2 separate regions of the Mus musculus genome follow, and region 2 is linked to region 1. Evidence: chromatin contacts called from public promoter capture Hi-C data. All regions are on one chromosome and are shown on one strand. The core of a region is the stretch at or near the end of the contact, and the rest is flanking DNA. Distances in the headings are between cores, read along the strand shown.

Region 1 (2,613 bases), core at 61-2,560:
TCTCTCTCTCTCTCTTTCTATCAGAGCCAAGTAATGAGCTTCCCTCAACTAGCTCTGGTCACAAATGCCCAAGTCATAAGATGTGTAGTGATTAGGCTTGCACATGATACACAAAATAAAAATCTATACTTCTTAAGGAAAAAAATATGTGTGTCCTGGTTGCTTTTCCATTCTCAGTGTCCAGAACACTGCCTACTGCTTAGTAAGTACAGTGAATCGAAACAGTGCTTTCTGTGCAGGTGACGTAACTGTAAACGCCTAGGTTAAAATGTTAAGGCAAAAATCAATTGTAAACATAAGCTCTTAGAGCTTAATTTAGGCAACAGAACCTGAGTGAGCACATAGGAAATGTAGGAGCCTTTGGTTATCTCTCTCTTGGAGCCCCATCCACTGTTGGGGTTTCTTTTTCCTGCTCCCTTCACTCAGCATGAATGGAAGAGGGGGGTGGTCAAAGGAAAAGGATGGAAATACAAGAACTCCACAAAGAACTTTTTAGAACAGTATTAGTTACCTTTGAGTCATTTCCATATGTTCTATACCATGTATTGTTATATCATTATACATTTATGTTAAGTATTATGAGAAATCTAGAGATGATTTAAGGCACTTATGGAAGAATAAGTATAGGTTAAATGCGAATATATCACTTTTTATAAATGACTTCCTATAAGTGTAAATCTCCAGATGACGAGAGCAGCTGCGGATTTTGTTATCACGCCAAGGGAGTTCAGGAATCAGTCCTGCCATGAACACAAAGGCTGCTGTATGCAGTGCAGTGGGAAGGATATAGAACTTTAAAAACTATCACTACAGAAGCTGGAATGAACTTAAAATATGAGTTATAGCATGAACAATACAAACTTACCAAAATTTTAACAAGTGATGTGTTCATCTATACTTATGAGCTACTTGCCAGCAATAATTAAATATTTTTTTTAAATGTGGAAAAAAGAGACCAACAACAGCCCTTATGCCAAAATTCACTACCCAAGTGCTAACTCAAATTCCTAGGTAGCTCTAATACCGCCACACTCCTGAACCTGCTGTTCTCTATCACTAATAATCTCCTCTTAGGAAAGTGTGTGGCTCTTCTTGTTCCCCATTGCTTACTGCATTGAACTGTCAATGGTGAGGTTTACAGAGGAAAATCCCTGTGAGTGATAAGGAAGCAAAGGAAAAAGTAGGGAGAAGAAAAAGATGATGTGGGGGAGGGCAGGGAGATTTGGTCAGGCTGCTGTTTGTATGACTCATGGAGGGAACCAGCGGAGGACAGCCTGACACTCACGCAGATCAAAACATCTAGCCATGCCCTGCTTCCACTTTCTAGCCTTGACTGCATTCTAACTGCTCAGATGCAGTGCCCAGCCAACCCATTATCTCGTGGCTTCTGTCAAGTTCCTGATTTTTCTTCTCTTCTTGAAGATGAGGAAGAACTCGGCTTAAGTGTCCTCTGGAACCTACACTGAGACATATTCCAACATGAGTGTAGTCTGACGTGCACTACAGGAGCCATAAGCAGGTAAGGAGATTCTTCATGAAATAACCTGGGTGTGTGGATGGAAGGGTTAGGTCTGAACTGGGTTACACTGGGCAATCTTCATGTTTTACCAGTAGAGTCAGTTTGTGTTTAAAAATGGCAATTGTTTGGCACGTTAAGTATTTGTCGATGGCAATTTGGGGGTCCAAACCTTAAGTGCTCTAATTGATTATTTGGGGCTCCCAGCTGGGTTTAACGTGTCTGTAGTAATTCAAAAGAAACTTTCACAAGTGTCCATCTTGGACATTTCTACCGTGTGAAAGGACACAGAGATGGTTCTCAAAAGTAAGTTCACTGCCGTATTTCTTCTTTCAAAATTTCTCATTACGTACGAATAGTTTCTCCTTTTCTGCCACTGCACACATACACATATAACAAAACTGTGTCTGTTTGAACGCATAGTTACACAGAGAGGAGCTTTTAGCTTGGTCTTGCTGGGAAAGTTAATCCTAATTGCATCTAATAAAATTTGTATTTATTCTTAAGGAAGCTTAAAAACCATATATCTTCATATCCTATACATAGCAAAAATTTACATTCATTAGAAACTTAGTTTATAAATAATCAGTTAAACTCCTTAAAATGCTTGAACTAGTTTCAATTCAACACGTAGGGCGGAGCATGGATCTAGTGTCAGTGCACTCAGTGAGCCCATGCAAGCCACCTAGATTGTTTTGTTTACTGCTGAGTTTTTGGAAGGTTTTTTTTTTTTTTTCTTTTTTTTGGTTGGTTGGTTGGTTGGTTGGTTTTTGCTTGTTTTGTTTTAGGAAATTTAATCCTATGGAGGAAATAAGAGTAAAAAAAAACAACTTACACGTTTATCTTTTTTTAAATATACAAAATCAAAAATACATTTCAAGACTAAATCATCTAAATCCTAACTTGAAATATCAAAGTAACATTTTAAGTTCTATAAACACATAAAACCTTATACTTTAATAAAACTTATAAATACATACAAGCACACGTGTACAGTTTCACATGTGTAGATGTACATATAGCACACATGGTTATACCTGTTAAACCCAAAGAAGAAGAGAGGAAACACCAAGCTGCTCAGAGCTTCAGTCAGGGGA
Region 2 (2,613 bases), core at 52-2,551, 970 kb before region 1:
TACTAATAGGTTTACTATTTTCAAATATTCTCTCTCATGAAGAGTACCAGGTGAGGAGGCCACTGTTCTAGAAAGATAGAGAAAGTCTGAAGAGTGCATGTCAAACTCACTGTCCACTCCCCGACTAAGTAGCACCTTCCCAACAGCTTCCCACAGGTAAAGTATAGAGAAGGAAAATGAGAAAATGTGCCTCTCTTTCCCTCACCAACATCTATCAGAACAGTGTCATTTCCACTTTTAAATAAACATGCAGGCCTAATAAAAGAAGAGTAGAAACAATACGCGTTTTTTCTTGTGGTAGAAGCTCAGAAAACACAGAACTCGACTTTAAGTTTTGCACATTTGAACCATCAATGAGTGAGTTCTAACCATTGCCTAGAGAAGATATGCACACACAATTCCGAAGGTCTAAAGAATTCCATTCATTAAAATAAAGACAGGCACTGTGCTGTGCGTAGGCAGAGCGATGTTTTATTTTGTGAAACACTAGTAATTTTCCAACATCTGAAGGAAGTTAAAAAACAATCACTACGATCATTTTGGTTTCTCTGAAGCCAACAGTATATGAGTAATGCTTTGGCACTTTATGGGTCATCCAAAATCATCAAACAGACTTTCAAAAGTGCTTGCAGTAGGAACCACACCTCTTTTTTTTTTTTTTTCCTGGGCATGGAAAAACCACGTAAAACTGGCTTTCAGTGAGGCCAGAATTGTAAGTAACAGACACCCAGTTTATTTTTAGAGACTGGGTTACCATTAATATATATTCAGAGACTTTTCAGTCTGAGTGAAACACATAAAGTCCTTCTCAATTATTTATACAGAAAGGTTTCAGTCTCTACTCTATGTGCTACAGAGCACATAAAATATATACAGCCCAATAATAGGAGCATGCTTAATTAACATACTGATAGATTCACTTTCAACACAATTAATTTGCCCTAAGCAGTACTCACTTTATGAGGTTTTAAATTGTCAGAAAGAGGCGTGCTCGGCTCCAGCTTCAACATGAGGCAATGGAAGATATTCTTTTTATGTTTTTCTTTTAAAGCTTGCTTTGAATCATTTCCCTCTGTATTTAAGGCCTCCCCTCCCCTCCCCACCCCACCCCCCGCCACTGGAGAACTAACCACCAGAGGCTTCACCCCAGCTGTCTGTCTCCCTCTACAAAGCCTGCTCTGCTGCCTCGTGATGCCTCCCTTTCGTTGGAAGTTGACACTGTACTAATAAACATTGCTGGCAAGAGGCTATAATTAAGACCTGAGAGCTTGGGATTATTTAGGAGATATAGCTTAGTTCCTTGTTGCCCTGAGTGCTTCCAGAAGGCAGGAGGTACTTTTTGCTTCTAATTAAAGTGGAGAATACACTGACTGACGGCCATTACATGAGATGAAGTAGGTACATATTTGGACAGGTTTTATTCCCAGTGGTTGCTTCATTTACAGCCTAGCTTTTTCGTTTGTTTTTAGCCTGGGAAGACCAGCTTCACGCAACTTTTAAAATTAAGAATAAAGTAGTCATGTTCACCAGTGGGGTCATGCTGTTGTTACTTCTACGAAGGCAAACATAGCTGACTGGATTCATGTTAGTGTTAGGAAGAAAAGGTTAAAACATTAAGGTAAGTGTGTCTTTGTTTTATTTTTTATTCTTAAAACATGATCGGGGTTATACAAGAGTGTAATTCATGCAGACTAAAAAACACAGGCAAGGATGGACTAGGATGGGGAAATGATCCAGCTTAAGATTTTTTGGCTTAATCGTGTACATCTTTTCAGATGTGGGGTGGTGCTTGGTCATGCTTTGTTAAGAATGCATTAAGAAGGTATCAGGCTAATATCCACTTATCAGTGAGTACATATCATGTGAGTTCTTTTGTGATTGGGTTACCTCACTCAGGATGATGCCCTCTAGGTCCATCCATTTGTCTAGGAATTTCACAAATGTACTCACTGATAAGTGGATATTAGCCCAGAAACTCAGAATAACCAACATATAAGATACAATTTGCGAAACACCTGAAATTCAAGAAGAACAAAGACCAAAGTTTGTGTGGACACTTTGCCCCTTCTTAGAATTGGGAACAAAACACCCATGAAAGGAGTAACAGAGACAAAGTTTGGAGCTGAGACGAAAGGATGGACCAACTAGAGACTGCCATATCCGGGGATCCATCCCATAATCAGCCTCCAAATGCTGACACCATTGCATACACTAGCAAGATTTTGCTGAAAGGACCCTGATATAGCTGTCTCTTGTGAGACTATGCCGGGGCTTAGCAAACACATAAGTGGATGCTCACAGTCAGCTATTGGATGGATTATAGGGCCCTCAATGAAGGAGCTAGAGAAAGTAACCAAGGAGCTAAAGGGGTCTGCAACCCTTTAGGTGGAACAACAATATGAACTACCCAGTACTCCCCAGAGCTCATGTCTCTAGCTGCATATGTATCAGAAGATGGCCTAGTCAGCCATCATTGGAAAGAGAGGCCCATTGGTCATGCAAACTTTATATGCCTCAGTACAGGGGAATGCCAGGGCCAAGAAGTGGGAGTGGGTGGGTAGGGGAGGGGGAGATATGGGGGACTTTTGGGATAGCAATGGAAATGTAAATGAA

The links. Promoter capture Hi-C pulls out the DNA fragments that hold promoters and counts their contacts.
Region 2: a contact with region 1 is called in a promoter capture Hi-C map of second pharyngeal arch cranial neural crest. The contact joins the enhancer-like site here to the promoter of F630111L10Rik in region 1. A contact is called at or near these places in 3 of 39 promoter capture datasets (cranial neural crest, maxillary cranial neural crest and second pharyngeal arch cranial neural crest), 2 of 15 datasets of contacts at CTCF or cohesin (the NIH/3T3 cell line and large pre-B cells), 3 of 484 Hi-C or Micro-C datasets (CD8 T cells, the G1E-ER4 cell line and bone marrow-derived macrophages) and 1 of 115 datasets of contacts at active chromatin or transcription factors (embryonic fibroblasts).

What each region holds. Positions count from the first base shown.
Region 1 is chr3:59,152,325-59,154,937 of GRCm38.p6, reverse strand. It overlaps F630111L10Rik (RIKEN cDNA F630111L10 gene), which reads left to right and starts at 1,310. Exons shown (of 1, transcript NR_045641.1): 1 at 1,310-2,613. All of the region lies in intron 15 of Med12l (mediator complex subunit 12-like), which reads right to left. It also overlaps a transcript of P2ry14 not described here.
Region 2 is chr3:60,122,614-60,125,226 of GRCm38.p6, reverse strand. No RefSeq gene overlaps it. Among named protein-coding and RNA genes, the nearest start is that of Gm24382, 3.8 kb to the left of the region's middle. Within about 2 kb of position 1,301, at least 62 of the 459 cell types and tissues checked have an H3K27ac peak or open chromatin away from gene starts, as enhancers often do. A contact at or near this core is called in the NIH/3T3 cell line, embryonic fibroblasts and second pharyngeal arch cranial neural crest, where this site is marked.